Linked DNA regions of Mus musculus: region 2 is linked to region 1. The links are chromatin contacts, called in public promoter capture Hi-C maps. All regions are on one chromosome and are shown on one strand. Each heading gives the region's core, a stretch centred on a gene start, on an enhancer-like site or on the middle of the called end of the contact. The rest is flanking DNA. Distances are from core to core; before and after follow the strand shown.

What was found. Promoter capture Hi-C pulls out the DNA fragments that hold promoters and counts their contacts.
Region 2: a promoter capture Hi-C map of the HPC-7 cell line shows a contact between it and region 1. The contact joins the promoter of Lypd3 here to the promoter of Zfp575 in region 1. A contact is called at or near these places in 13 of 39 promoter capture datasets (the HPC-7 cell line, HPC-7-derived erythroid cells, cranial neural crest and 9 more), 1 of 15 datasets of contacts at CTCF or cohesin (large pre-B cells), 30 of 484 Hi-C or Micro-C datasets (B cells, CD4 T cells, CD8 T cells and 20 more), 14 of 115 datasets of contacts at active chromatin or transcription factors (the 230-238 cell line, the HPC-7 cell line, the SCID.adh cell line and 8 more) and 5 of 9 other capture datasets (adipose tissue, embryonic stem cells, liver and 2 more).

The regions. Positions count from the first base shown.
Region 1 is chr7:24,584,575-24,592,182 of GRCm38.p6, reverse strand. Zfp575 (zinc finger protein 575) reads left to right here and starts at 4,542. Exons shown (of 4, transcript NM_001033205.3): 1 at 4,542-4,732; 2 at 4,941-5,025; 3 at 5,366-5,529; 4 at 6,045-7,608. The coding sequence starts at 5,454. The coding sequence ends at 6,688. It also overlaps a transcript of Ethe1 not described here.
Region 2 is chr7:24,632,323-24,639,930 of GRCm38.p6, reverse strand. Lypd3 (Ly6/Plaur domain containing 3) reads right to left here and starts at 3,361. Exons shown (of 5, transcript NM_133743.1): 1 at 3,257-3,361; 2 at 2,675-2,806; 3 at 1,333-1,503; 4 at 856-1,017. The coding sequence starts at 3,341. Gm26550 (a long non-coding RNA gene) reads left to right here and starts at 1,535. Exons shown (of 8, transcript XR_881891.3): 1 at 1,535-2,049; 2 at 2,707-2,812; 3 at 5,956-6,010.

The DNA.
Region 1 (7,608 bases), core at 3,293-5,792:
CTCACCCAGATATACATGCGGGCAAAACAGCAAAGCACATGAAATTAAACAAAGATATCCTTCAGGCTAGCCTACAGCTCCATCTTCTGGAGGCATCTCCCTCCTCTTTGATGACTCTAGATTGTGTCAAGTTGGCATAAAACTAGCCAGCACTCCTATCCACCAAACTGTCTCAAAAACAAAGAATGTCAGATCTGGTAAATTACGTTATCTTAGCACACAGGCTATCAAACATTTCACTCCTGGAATCCTATCGATAGTGGGGACACTCCTAGGCTAAGGGTGAAGGGTGTGGCTTAGCCACAGAGCCCTTGTGTAACATGCACAAAGCCCTGGTTCACATTCCCAGCACAGAGACACGAAACCCAAACTCTCTATTCCAGTGGACCAAGTCGCAGTGCAGGTTGTCATAGAGAAGCAGCCACGGGGCTTAATCATGGGGCTGAGGTTCCGAGTCCAGCCGCCACAGTGCATCTTTCTCTGAACCCTGGAACTCTCACCATGCAAACCCTACCTGGGTGCCTCACAGCAAGACCTGTTCTATAAACATGACCGCTCTGAGGCATGGCTGTGGGGAAGGTTTTTATTGTAGATATGAGGGAGAGAACAGCCAGAGACATCTGCAAGAGTTCATAAAAGGGACTGAACACGGCCAGCAGAGTGGACCCACCGTGGGAGTTGGGGCTGTTAGCTAGCGAGGAAGACGAAGAGTGGGGCAAAGTGGGAAGACTGTGAACTAGAGACGTTTAGGGTAGGGGCAGGGTGAGAAGAGCTGAGAGGAGCCCCAGGTACTTGTGATACTGAGGAGCCTGCTAGCCAGCTTTTGTTTGCTAGGCCACTAGGCACCAGACAGTCATTTGTTTCTTTTGGACTCACACTGTTAAACTCTTTCCATAGCCTCCTTTGCTTTGACCCTGAACTGTTTCACGAAAGAAAAAGTTACATAAAGGCCACACTTTCCAAGACAAGACCTCCATCTCCCTCTGGGGAACTAGCCAGAGATCCCATTGTGGTCTTTCTCTCCCAAGCTTCAAGTCAATTAAACGCAAGGTTGGAACCTTGTAGTAGCTCAACAGTAAAGGCCTTGCCTCGGAGCTGGACGGCCTGAGTTCAGTGCTGAGGACCCACGAAGCAGAAGGTGAGGATCATCTCACTGCTGTCTCCTGGCATCCATACTTTTGGCTTAGTGCATGCATGCACACACACACACTCACACAGTCTCTCACACATGCACACTCATACACCATGCTCATACACACATATACACACTCACTCTCTCTCTCATGAATGCACACCCACCCACGCACACACCACTATTTCTGAAGTCCTCAGCATCCCTCGTGGTCTTCACCATGAAAGAGGCCCAGAGAGCCATTCAGAGATAGAAGTATATTCGAAACTTGAGTGGGATAGGAAGAAGGAAGCCAGATGGCTACAAAGAGACACGTGAAAGAACAGAGGGACAGTCATGGCACTTCTAACAATGAAACAGAGACACACAGTTTCACTTGACTGCAAAGTCTGAGAATCCAGGTGTGGTTGACTGATGTAAAAGTTTGTTATTGTTGCTTGTCTGTTTTTTCTTTTGTTTTGTTTTGTTTTCTTTTGTTTTGTTTTGTTTTTTGAGACAGTTCTCTGAGTAGTTCTGGCTGTCCTGGAACTTGCTATGTAGACAAGATTCTCAAACTCACAGAAATTTACTTAACTCTGCTTCCCGAGTTCTAGGATTAAAGACATGGGCCACCATGCCCAGCTCTGCCAGGATTTTGAGGCCAGCCTGTGTTGCAGAGTGAAACTCTCGCAGAGATGTAACAAACTCGATGCAGAAGATTGGAAGAGATGGATAAACACAGGGAAGTAGAGAGGGAAATAATCCGGAGAAAGAGAGAGGAAGAAGACATGGCCCAAGAGAAAGAGGAGAGTGTGCTGCTCATCCTTCCGCGAGCTCAGGAAGTCCCTTGCTTGCCAGGCCCATGCTTGAAGCAACCAGGACCCAGAGGAGAGTCACCAGGCCCACTGCAGAGAGGAACAGTGGGTACAATCAGGAGATACTAGGTTTATGGAAGTCGGGGGGGGGGGTTGGAGAGAGAGAGAGAAAGAGAGAGAGAAAGAGAGAGGGAGAGAGAGAGAGAGAGAGAGAGAGAGAGAGAGAGAGAGAGAAACAAGGACTCAGGCAGAGCTAAAGAGTCAACCATATTTGTGGTACCTCCCTTCCCTAGTGTTTTAGCAAGGCTTTCAGGCCATGTCCCTATAGGGAATCCCTGGCCTGTCACACTCCAGATACATGCTCTGCTAAGCTCTACCTAATCTACAACGCCCCACCCCACCCCCAGTCCCTCATTGGGGGATTCTAGGCAGGTACTCCACCCCTGGAGACAATTAGTAAGCTGTCCATGTAAACAAAGAACATTCTAGAAGACAGATGTGCAGTGGGAAGAGCAGAGAGAAAAGAGAGAAGAGTAGAGGGGAGAGATGCCAGAGAAGCCTCCTGCCATAGCGACCTCTGACCTGAGATTTTGCAAAGGGAATCAGGTAAGCAAAGAAGTGAATGAAGGCTCCTGGGGGAAGCAAGAACAGAGAGTGCAAAGGCCCTGAGGTAGGACTGGCCACAGCATGCACAAGAAACACAAGGCTAGCCAGACTCTCGGGAAGGGAACGGCTGGTGGGGAGATCCTCTGTAGACAGTGTGGTCCTTCCCTTCTTTAGGTCTGCTCACCTGCTGTTTCCAGGACAATTTAACCCCATTTGGCTTAATTTAATGCACAGTAAAAACAAAATATTGTGCCTGCAAGATGCCTCTGTAGGTAAGGCTTGCATCCAAGTCTGAAGACCTGAGTTCAATTCCCAGGACCCACCAACGGGAGGCAACCTCCACAAGTTGTCCTCTTACCTCTGAATATGGATACCACAGATGCACAACAAACACACACACATATAAATAACAAATGTATATATATATATATATATATATATATATATATATATATATATGTGTGTGTGTGTGTGTGTGTGTGTGTGTGTGTGTATTGGTTCTCTGAGACAGGGTTTCTCTGTGTAGCCCTGGCTATTCTGAGACTCCCTCTGTAGATCAGTCTGGCCTCAAACTCAGAGATCTGCCTGCCTCTGCCCCATGAGTGCTGGGATTAAAGGCGTGCGCCACCACACTCACGGTGTAATTTTTAAAATATTCATAAAGGAACTTGAGAGAGAGACTCAGTGCTTAACAGCACTAGCTGGAGCAGGGCTTGGTGGTGCATACCACTGATTCAAGCACTGGGGAGGCAGAGGCAGAGGCAGGCAGACCTCTGTGTCTTGGAGGCCAGCCTGCTCTATAGCCAGAGCTATGTAGCAAGACCCTGTGTCAAAAAAAAAAAAGCAACACTGCCTGAACAATAGCAATGTTTAAGCCGGTTTCCATTGGTTCTCTAATATACTTATATAATATAAGACACTGAGGCCCATAACTGTAAGGTGACTTCTTCATCGTCACACGACTAGAAATTGGCAGAGTCCAGCGCAAACCAGTTACTCAGCCCCACCAAATAACTCCCGTGACTCCCAGGGTTGACCAGACGTCATGGATTATCCGGCTGAGTGCGGAGGACTTTTATGAGCACATCACAGGCATACTAGCGCTGGGCAGGAAGTTGTACTGTCGCTGCCTGGAAGTAGGCCAAGCACTCAATGTCACCCTTGGCCTGGCACTCCTAGGCCACCTAGGGAGGGGCAGTAGGTAGCACGGGGTGCTAGGCGTGGTAAATGTCGGTGAAGGGTGCCTAAAGTACTATGCAAGTGCCTTCGGGGGGTCAACTGAGTACTGCCCCTTGCCCTTTCTGAAGAAATAGCCAAACTTTCTGTAAAGGCTTGGAGGAATAGAATCGAATCGACCTGAGCTTTTTGAACGGCTCCCAAAGGCTGAATTCAGACTATACATGGAATTCTCAATGCAAGGCCAAAGAGACACCTCAGTGGTTAAAGGCAGCTGCAGCCAAGCGTGAAGATCTGAGTTCGATTCCTGGGACCCACAAGGTGGAAAGTGAGAACTGAGTCCACAAGAGTCCACAAGAGTCCACAAGTTGTCCTCTGACCACCACACTCAAACACATCCACAATGACAAACAAGTAACTAAATGTAATTAACATTTGAAAGAAAATAACAGGGGCAGTAACAAAAAGAAACCGGAGTGGGAATGTGGGGAAGGGGTGGGGGAGCGGGCCTGTGCAGTCTGTCTTAGCAAGGCACTTGGGAGGTGAAGACATGAGGACTACCAGTTCATGGCTATTCTCGGCTATGTAGGGAGTTTGATGCTAGCCTGGGCTACTTGAGACCCTATCACAGGAAGGAGAAAACAGGAGGGATTAACCACATCCTTACAGATGTGCACTTTCCTAGCTAGGATCCTTAGGCGGATAGCTTCGCGCTTGCTCACTAACTTGCCAGCTGGGTGGTTCAGTCATTCCCTCCTTCCATCACATCTTCCCCCTCTGCAGCCTCTTGCTGGCCGAGAGTGCGCATGCGTGCCGACGCCCCCTCCAGCCCCGGATGGGAGGAGGGGATGGAAGTGAAGCTGGGCCCTACGGCTCGGCAATCTCCTTCCCGCTCTTCTCTCCTCCAACGGCGTCCCAGCGCCCGCTGGGAGGTGCAGGTCCGAGGGCTACAAGGTAGCTCACGAGGCTTAATTGAGACGGGAGGGTTCCGGAGCCCCACCCCCGGGGAGGGACCGCCCTGCAGGTGAGAAGGGCTGGGTCCTGGTCTCCTGGAGATGGATTGGGGGCTGGCCGCTAGGATCTCTCCGCGAAGGGTAGATATGGATCTCGGTGCTCTGGTTTTTGAGGAGTGCATGCGATGCCAGACGTTTGGGACTCCCTCCATGAAAGTCTATATTCTGGGTCTCTAGGTGGTTCTATAAGCCACACCTTCCTTTCGTCTTTTTCTCCAGGTTTCCCTAATTCTCTGAGTCCCCAGTTCTATGCCAGAGATGCGATTTAGCGACACAGCATCAGTAGGCTGAGACTAAAGACAGGGTAAGCCCCCCTTTCTACTAGAATCCCTTCCACTGTACCCAAAGCGCTTCTGGGACAGGGTGGCCAAGGGCACACCCACTGCGCTCAAAGACCAGCCCCTGGGCTTGGGTGGCCGGGCCACTGACTGCTCTTTTTGTATAGCCCCGCCCACTCCAGATTTAGCGGTCCCGCCCACTCTGAGATAGCCCCACCCCACCCAGTGAAAAGATTATCTCTTGGTTTTATTTTCATATCCCCTCCTAGTGTGTACTTAGGCTCCACCTTCCAGCCTTCTGCTCTTGAGTTAGGACTAGACTTAACCAACAGCCTGGTTCTAAACAGACTGGCCTTTTGATTTTAGGCCCGCACCCCTGTCTCCATGAACTTGTTAACCACTGGCGCCATCCTCGCCCCTTGCCCAGCTGCCCCTTGGTCCCTCTGCCAGCAAGATGCTGGGTGGAAGCGTGAAGTCCGAGGTCAGGGCCTCGGAACCTAGTCCCACCTGTCAGGACCCGGAGACCAAAGGTGAGAGCAGCCCAGGTTCTCATAGGGATCATTCCCCAGGAGTGACAGCCCAGGAGAACCAACGTAATGACCATTGGGGCCACCACCACCACTACCCTTAGCAGATTGTGGGGGATTATGGGTAGTGTTGGAAATGGACACTTTAGAAGCTTTCGGCACTGGCTTGGCAACTCTTTGAGGCGCTCATAGGACGTGGGGTCAGAGGGCAAGCAGAAATGTCCTCGAGTGGGACACCAGTGTGACACTTGCCTCCTCGGACACTTTGAGATACCCCTCTAGTATTAAGAGATGACAGGGCCCGACGTGGTGGCGCACACCTTTAGTTCCAGCGCTCAGGAGGTAGAGGCAGAGGGAATCCCTGTGAGTTTGGGGCCAATTGGTCTACAGAGAGTGTTCCAGGCCAGCCAAGGTTACATGGTGAGGCCCTGCTTTATACAGAGTGTTGGGAGGTGGAGCCTGGCCTGGACCCAGGGTGTGCCTGTTTCTAGAAGCCCACCAGTTCTCCTGTCCCCCAGCCCCACACCAGGACCTGCCGAGGCCCAACCAGCCCGCTGCCTCTGGGAGCGTGCCCTCCCGGCCCCGCCGGCGGCCCCCTCCCCAGCGCCCGCACCGCTGCCCGGATTGCCCCAAGGCCTTCTCGTACCCATCCAAGCTGGCCACGCACCGGCTAGCGCACGGCGGCACCCGCCCGCACCCGTGCCCCGACTGTCCCAAGGCCTTCTCCTACCCGTCCAAGCTGGCTGCGCACCGCCTCACGCACAGCGGAGCTCGCCCGCACTCCTGCCCGCACTGCCCCAAGGCCTTCGGCCACCGTTCCAAACTGGCGGCGCATCTCTGGACGCACGCACCCGCCCGTCCCTACCCGTGCCCCGATTGCCCCAAGTCCTTCTGCTACCCGTCCAAGTTGGCGGCCCACCGCCACACGCACCACGCCACCGACGCCCGCCCCTACCCTTGCCCGCACTGCCCCAAAGCGTTCTCGTTTCCTTCCAAACTGGCGGCCCATCGTCTGTGCCACGACCCCCCAACTGCGCCCAGCAGCCAGGCTACTGGCAGCCACCGATGCTCCAGCTGCAATCAGGCCTTTGGCCAGAGACGCCTCCTGCTGGTTCACCAACGCAGCCACCACCAGTCGGAGGGCCAGGGAGAGCGGGAGTGAACTCACCTGCCCACTCTGCCTCCATCACCTGTCAATAAAGACCTGGAATTTCTAAGCCCTGCTGTATGTGTGGACTTCCCTCTAACAGGGAGAATGGCAGGGTCTTGATACAGGTAGCCCAAGCTGGACTGGAACTTTTCTGGTAGCCTTCCAAAGCCTGGTGGTCTAGATATGTACCCAGGGTGGTTTGGGATTATTGGTTCTGCAGGAATCTGATTTAGAAGGTTGAGGGATTCTATCCCCATGCACAGAGGCAGGTGTCATCAGATTGGTGCTGGGCTCAAACCTTGGGCGGGCCTGGAGTTGTGCGGGTTGTGGTGACACTGGCCCTGAACACTCAAGCCTGTGATAAAGGCATCAGGGATGTTCACTGCGGTGTGGCCACACTGGGTACAGGCCATCACATGTCCACGGCCAGAGGCCAGTGAACAGAGGGGAATGTGTGGCCTTAGGAAAGAGGCCAGCATTGTGCGTACACGGAGCTGTGAGCACAGGAGGTGGCCACAGGAGGTGACAGAGGCAGAACCAAGGGCACATCTACTGGAGAGCTCAAGGCTGCAGTGCCTCTGAATCTCTTGGGGACCTGAGGCACACTGTCTGAAAGCACTTTGGGTTTGTGGGATGTTTGTTTTGTGATGAGGTCTCCCGTCTCCAGTCTACCCTGGGACTCTCAGGGTTCTGAGGTCTTTGTGACTGCTACACAAGCATTACACAGGCAAGCACACACGCTTTTGGATTTTTTTTCTTTCCTCCTTCTTCTATTTATGTGTACCTGAGTGTTTTCTCTGCATTATGTATATGCACATTTGTGCCTGGTGCCTGTAGGTGTGAGGGGCTCAGATCCCCTGGAATATTAGGAATAGTTGTGAGCCTCTGTGTGGGTCCTAGGACAAGAACCCAGTCCCTCTGCTAAGCAACAA
Region 2 (7,608 bases), core at 2,112-4,611, 49 kb before region 1:
ACTCGTGTGTCTGAACATCTCAACTCTGGTCCCACTTTCTGCAAAGCATTGTGCTGCTGGCATCCGCCCGTGACGGACTGTATTTCCATAATATGCTTTGAGAAGGGTGGTTTTTTGTTTGTTTGTTTGTTTTTTGGGTGAAACCTAAGCTCCAGATTTGTCTTGGAACAAAGGCTTTAACAGAGATACATCTGTGAGCAAAACTCAAACACACGTTGCCTTTGCCTCTCTCAGCTCCCTGCTAAGTTTAGTCTTAAAAGTTCCTGAGAAACACCTGGCACTAAAAGGAATTGAAAAATTCCACTTGCCATGGAGTGAGTGCCAACCCCTCACTGGGGGATTCTAAGCAGAGGCTCTACCACTGAAGGTATGTCTCCAGCTCTGAACTACATTCCGTAATATTGTGGAACAAGTGGGGCACCTAAGTTTTCAGGACTCAAACTGGATTTCCCAAGACATACAGGCAAAAAGCTTATAAGTTGAAACCCAAGTCTTAGTTCATGGACTTCCATTCTGTATCCTGCAGTAGTCTTCTATAGGTATGTTCTCGTTCTCTCTCTCTCTCTCTCTCTCTCTCTCTCTCTCTCTCTCTCTCTCTCTCTCCCTCTCTCCCTCTCTCCCTCTCTCTCTCTCTTTCTCTCTCTCTCTCTCCCCCCCCCACGAAAGTCTATAAGTAGACTACAGTCTATAGCATACATTTCCCGTGATGCTGTAGGACAAGGCAAGTTAAAAGCAGTCCCCAGTATTTGGGGTTGAGGGAGGGCAGAAGGGTGGCCCTTTAGGTGAAGCGCTCCCCCTAGGACAGCTATCACAACTCCTACAGGCCTCAAGCTCCTTCAGGGGGGGCTGGCTCACCTGCCGTCAGGGTGACGTTACCATCGAAGCAGCCCTTGTAGACACGGCCACTGGCGTTGTAGCAGTTCACGACCGGCGGCATGGAGCCCTGGCACTTCTCGCGGCTCAGACCCACACAGCTGTAGCACTCTGCACCGTTAGGCTCATATGCACTCTCATTGCCTGCAGGGGATGTGGGGGAGCAGAAACAGAAAAGGAAGGGTCAAAAAGGTGAGGACGGTCTACTCAGGAAGCTAGGGCAGGAAGATCGCAAGTTCTAGGCCAGCCTGTCTTGCTGAGAGATCTAGACAACCACTGCTCAACGGGCCAGCTATACCTGTGACTCCACCCCTTATCTCCTAGCTCCACCCCCAGTATGGACCTGAGGTACATACATCATTGATGTCTGCAGTCTTCAACCCCGCCACCCCCGCAGTCCTGCCTCAGTGGGCAGTAGCCTTAGCTCCCAGCCCTAGTGTGGCTCCGACCGCGACCGACCTGCAGGGTTGAGGCCTCGCAAAGTGAGGTTGAGTTTGGCGTTGCATCGGTCCTCGGAGCACTGCTGTAGCTGAAAGAAGGCCAGGAGCCCGTGAAGGTCCAGTCCGCGGTCGTTCTTGCCCGGGATTCCGGAACCGCAGCCCCGCACCGCCACAGAGAATTGCCCGTGGACTACGGAGGAAAAGGGGTGGGGTCAGAGCAGCCAGGGCCGGTGGGCGGAGCTTTGAATGAACGATACACCTGGATGGTCTGGCCTGGGTCAACAGGTGGGAATCTCAAAAAGGGCAGATCTGTGGGTAGAGAGCTACCGGAGAAGGGAGGGTGGTGTGGTCAAAGAGAAGAGCTTCAAAGAATACAGTCCAACGAGAACAGGCTGATTAACAAACGCAACAGCCTGGAGAGCCGGGCTCAAACTGAAGCCTCAACGACTACGTCAAAAGGGGGAGGAGCCTCAGAAAGTAGCTTCCGAAGGATCCAGTTAAGAGACTGAAGAAAAAAAGTTTAAGAGAAAGGCTAGGAGACAAACACGGTGGTACAAGCCTGCAATCCCGGCTACTGAGGAGGCTGAGGCAGTGGGGTCTGGAGTTGCAGTCTAGCTTGTACTGCATAAGGAGACCCTGCCGCCAGCAAAAGCGGACTTGGTGGTACAAGCCACCAGGTGACTCAGGAAGCTGAAAGAGGAGACTCACAACCAAAAGGGCCTGTCTGAACGTCATAGTAAGTACAAGGGCCGAACTGAGCTATTCAGTAAGACCCTGTCTCAAAATACAAACTTAAAGGGGGCTGAGGAGCCAGCTTGGCGGGGAGTGTTATCCGGCATGTTGTGTGCTGGCCCTGAGTTCAGACCACAACTTCACACAGATGCATAGAGAGGAGAGGCCCTGTGTCTGACTTGGGGGAAGGCGGGATTCCTGAGTAAGGGGTCTGGAAACTTAGAGGCTCTAAGGGTGGAGTCTGACTAGGAACCTCGGTGATCCCTTTCAAAGGAATCGTCTCCACTAAATAATAATCTGTGTTGGTGGGTAAGCATTCCTACGGGGAGTGGGGGAAAGTGGTAAAGATGTCTGTCCTGTACAGGTTGCGACTATCAGAGCACGCCAGTCACACACACACACACACACACACACACACACACACACACACACCCCACCCCCTACTCCCCGCCTTTTGTCTGTCTACCTGCCTAAGCCCGTTGAAAGAAGGGAGACTCTGTGCAGCAGGGTCTCAGTGAGGGCTGAAAGGGAAAGGCGTGGCCAGAATCTGAAAGGTCCCTAAGGAGGCGGAGTTACACTGTAGGAGTTGGGAAGGGGTAGTCAGGGACCACCGGGTGGGTAGCACTTACTGGTCTCTACCGCTCCCACGGCCTCGGTACAGACGTCCACCCCGGGACCACATTTGACTGTCTTCATCCTGTGCGGAGAGCATCCATCGTCCGCCTTCTGCACGCAGCTGTAGCACTCCAGGGCTTGCGCTCCTGCGGGTGAGGACCGGGTAGAACCCAGGGTTCTTTGTTAAAGCCTTCTCCCCACAAAGACAACGTCTTTCCCAGTGGCCTCTGTCCCGGGGTGAGATGATTCTAGTGTGCATCCAGAACAGCATTAGAAGCCCTCCCACAAGTTTCAGGGTGCAGGACATACTGACCCTTTTCCTTCTACCCCTTGCGCCTGCATTGGAGCTTTCCCCTCTCCTGGCTGCCTTTGCCCGAGGGAGGGGATCCCAGCCCCTATCTTAGAGTGGGGGAGGGGGTGCCCCTCTCAGTTGCCTACTCAGTGTGGGATAACTTCCTTACAGTCCCTCTGCCCGGGGCAGAGACAGCTGAACTGCTTTTGGCTGTGTTCAACTTTTCTTAAAAGATTTTCTGGGAAGATCTGGGGAATTATCTTCCTTAGGGGCCCCGACTCTACCTTCCTGGCAACACACCCACCTTCACACAGCAGAAGCGGCAGCAGCAACAGCCATCCGGTGGTCCACATCACTGGCTGTGTATCTCCTCTCCTGGCGGCATCCATAGCTGTGTCCTGCTCTCTCCGCGTCCCCCCTGGGTGTGCCACCTTCCAACCCGGGCCCTCTTACCTGAGCCTCAGATGAGTAACCTACCCCGGGGCAACCCTGGCCTTGCCCAACCAGGCCAACTCAGCGTCCGCTGTGGGGCGGGCCCGCCTCTAGGTGCGTCACCCACAGGGAGAGCGGCCCCTGCCCTGTGCCCTTGCCAAGGAGGGAAAGGGCGGGAGTAGAGGTTCCCTCCAGTCCCCTGGATAAAAGTTTGTGTGTGGGTTTCAGAGGCAGAGGGAGTACCGGGGCTCAAAGAGAGACAGGGGCATTCAGGGTCTGCTAGGGTTCTGAGCTTATGTGGTGTGCCTGCCTGCCTGCCTTCGCCTGGGGATTGGAGACCCTGAGGCAGAACCACTGTCTGTCTTCGAAGAGCTCCCAGACTGATGGAAGATACAGATATTAATTAAATAATTGGGAAAACTGTTATTTACAAGTCAGGCTTAGTGACTCATGCCTGTAATCACAGCACTCACTGAGCTGAGGCAGGAGGATTGCCATGAGTTTGAGGCACGGCGATTCCAGGCCTCACTGAACTACAGAAAGAGATCTTATCTCAAAAAGCCAAACAAACAACTCGGTTATAACTTACAAGAGATTAAGGCTCTGGAGGAACATGCATAAAGAGCTACAAGCAGAGTTGGAATTGAGAAGTGAGTGGATTTTTCAATATTGGTTAAGCTGGGAAATAATATCAGGTGTCTATTGAGAGGTGGTGAAAAAGATATTTAGAATCAAAATACATTGCATACATAGCTGGAAGTCTCAAAGAATGAATAAAAATTGAAAACAAGTCTTGAACACCTATTACGTGCTGAGCACTGCAATAAGTCCTTTAAATTAAAAAAAAAAGTGGCTGGAGAGCTAGGATAGTGCCCTAGGTAGGGGTCAACAGTGGAGTCCCTGCCTAGAATCCCCCAGTGAGGGGCTGGGAGCATGGCTCAGTGGTAGAGTCCCTGTCTAGAATCCCCCAGTGAGGGGCTGGGGGCGTGGCTCAGTGGTAGAGTCCCTGCCTAGAATCCCCCAGTGAGGGGCTGGGGGCGTGGCTCAGTGGTAGAGCCCCTGCCTAGAATCCCCCAGTGAGGGGCTGGGGGCGTGGCTCAGTGGTAGAGCCCCTGCCTAGAATCCCCCAGTGAGGGGCTGGGGGCGTGGCTCAGTGGTAGAGTCCCTGCCTAGAATCCCCTAGTGAGAGATCAGATAATCTTAGGGTTTAGTAGTAGAGCACTCGCCTAGCATGAATGAAGCCCTGGGTTCCATTTCCAATATCGTCATAAATAAATAAATAAATAAATAAATAAATAAATAAATAAATACAAATGGAAAAACCTAGAGTGGTCCCTTCACCCCATGCACTATTGCTCAGCAATGGAAAGGTTCAGTGGGTGGTATATACAGCTACATAGATGGATCTTTAAAATGGTGACTCAAAGAGACCAGAACTAAGGCAATGCACAGTGTGACTTTGTTCATATGGAGTTCTGAAACAGACCAAACTAGCCCACAGAAGTGGGTTGGTTTAGAAAGTGAACAAAGGTTCCCTCTGAGAGTCTTGTCCCAGAGGGTTCCTCTTCTATCTCTACCTAGGGAGGGTGGCCTTGTGTGTGCCTTGTGTGTGACGCACAGAGCTGCTGAGCTGTACACTTAGGAACTCCACTGGATGTATGTTACTCTCCAAGAAAAACACGAGGAAGCTGAGCCTGGGCCTGGTGGCACAGTCCTTCAGTCTTAGCACACAGGAGGCCGAGGCAGGACGCAGTGAGATGGTTCCGCACATAAAAACACTTGTCTCTAAAAAGGACCTGAGGGCCTGAGTTGGATCCCTGGGACCCACATCATAGAGAGAGAAAAGCAAAAATTGATTCCTAAAAAGTATCTTCTGCCTTCCACATATCTGCAGCACAACATATCCTCTAAATAGTGAATAAATACATGCAATGAGGCACAGTCACACACCCTACACAATGAACCTGTTGAAAAAACAAGAGTTATAAGAACAAGGCTGGGGGAGGGGTGTAGAGTGGGGGGAGAGGAGAGCTGGGTATGATGGCTCATGTTTAAAATCCCAGACTCAGGAAGCTCAGACAGTAGGGTCGGTGGCATTGAGTCTGAAGCCAGCCTGGGCTACACAGTGAGACCCTACTTCAAACTCCTCTCCAAGCTTCACAAAGGACACAGGAAGACTGGAGTCACTAGGCTGTTTTCCAAATGAGAAAGGAAAGTTTGATGGCTTGCCTGGCGTGGATGAAGCCTGGCTTCTATCCCCAGAACTGGGGATGGGGGTGGGGGGTGATGAATACATTGGAGGTGGAGGCAGGAGGGTGTAAAGTTTATCCCATAGGAAATTTGAGGCCAGCCTGGGCTATATGAGATCCTGTCTGGGTCATGGGGCCGCAGAGAGGAGGAGAAGGGAACCAACCAGTAACTGTCAGGAGTTGTCCTTGTTAACGTAGGAGCCATGCGGTTTGTAGTGGACATAAATAATCTCATAGCACCCTGACCGAGGCCAGGGTCACCTGTGACCATGAATGATCTATGCAAAAGCGAGACCACCCATATGACTCTGCCTGTCCACAGGAACAAACAAGGTCATTACACCGATCACGCTGTGATTCCACAAGCCCACATGCTGGTAAGCCGCTCAAGTTATTATACTGTAAGTTATGGTTTAAGCGTAGCTTTGCTCTTCCTCCTCATAAGTCAGATTCATGAAGACTCCAACTCTGTCCTTGTTCTGTGACAGGATCCAGTGCAGAGCAAATCCTCCCCACTTCCTGGAACTGCCCCGAAAACCACCACACTGGAGTCCTTATCTTTACAAATGTGTCTCTCTAGCCAGGAGTGGTGATCCAGCCTGGAATCCCAGTGTGTGGTAAATGCAGAGTTCCAGGCCTTCATAAGATAAAAAGCAAGTTCTAGGTCAGCCTGGGCTACATGAGACACTGGAGAGAGAGAAAAAAAGAGTCCAAAACATTTTTAAGAGGAAGAACTAGCAGGGATTACTGATGAATCAAATGGGAGGGAATCCTAAAGGTGTGGCCCAGCTTCATGGAGATCAGCAGTACAGAGCCTGCCTAGAATCCATAGAGAGGCTGGGGCGTGGCTCAGTGGTAGAGCCCCTGTCTAGAATCCCCCAGTGAGGAGCTGGGGGCGTGGCCCAGTGGTAGAGCCTCTGCCTAGAATTCCCCAGTGAGGGGCTGGGGGTGTGGCTCAGTGGTAGAGCCCCTGCCTAGAATTCCCCAGACAGGGGCTGGGGGCGTGGCTCAGTGGTAGAGCCCCTGCCTAGAATCCCCCAGTGAGGGGCTGGGGGCGTGGCTCAGTGGTAGATTTCTTGCTTAGCATTCATGAGTTCCTGGGTTCAATCTGATAACCATGATAACCATGACATGAATGGTAATGATACCCAAGAATTGAGCATTTGCTTTATGTCAGAAACTATTTGGAGCAGGAGCCTGCGTGTTTCTCATCGGTGCTTTCCCCTAAGGTGAGGAATGCTCCTGTTGTTGTGGAAGACTAGCTCTGTGCTCAGCACTTCTTAGGCCACAACAGCTCTGCAAAGGGAAGATGGAGCCCATTTCACAGAAGAGGAAATCGAGGCTAGGAGAAGCTTGGGAGTAGCAGAAGTGGGATGTGAGCTCAGCTGTTTCCAAAGGCCTTTAATGACATTCTCAGAGTCTCTTCTGGGCTTTGTTGTTTTGTTTATTTGGTTGCTCAGTTTTATTTTCTTTTATTTTTTCATTTGTTTTGTGCTGAAAGGTTGTTTTGTTCTGTTTGTTGACAATACCTGGTATGAAACCTCAGGTCTCACACATACTTGCTAAATGCTCTACCCTGAAGTTACAGCACCAGATTTGTTTTTACCTGTTTGTGTGTGTACATGGGCCTGTATGTGTGTGTGTGTGTGTGCATGTATGTGTGCATATGTATTGTATGTATGTATGTATGTATGTATGTATGTATGTTTGTGTATGTGTGTATGTATGCATGTGTGTTTATGTGTATATATATATATGTTTGTGTTGTGTATGTGTGTATGCATATGTGTATATATGTGTATATGTATATATATGTATGTGTGAATGTATGTGTACATATGTATATGTGTGTATGTATGTGTATGTATACATATGTATGTATGTGTGTCTACATGTGTGTATATGTGTATGTATGTGTGTATACATATGTATGTGTGTGTCTACATATGTGTATATGTATGTATGTGCACGCACA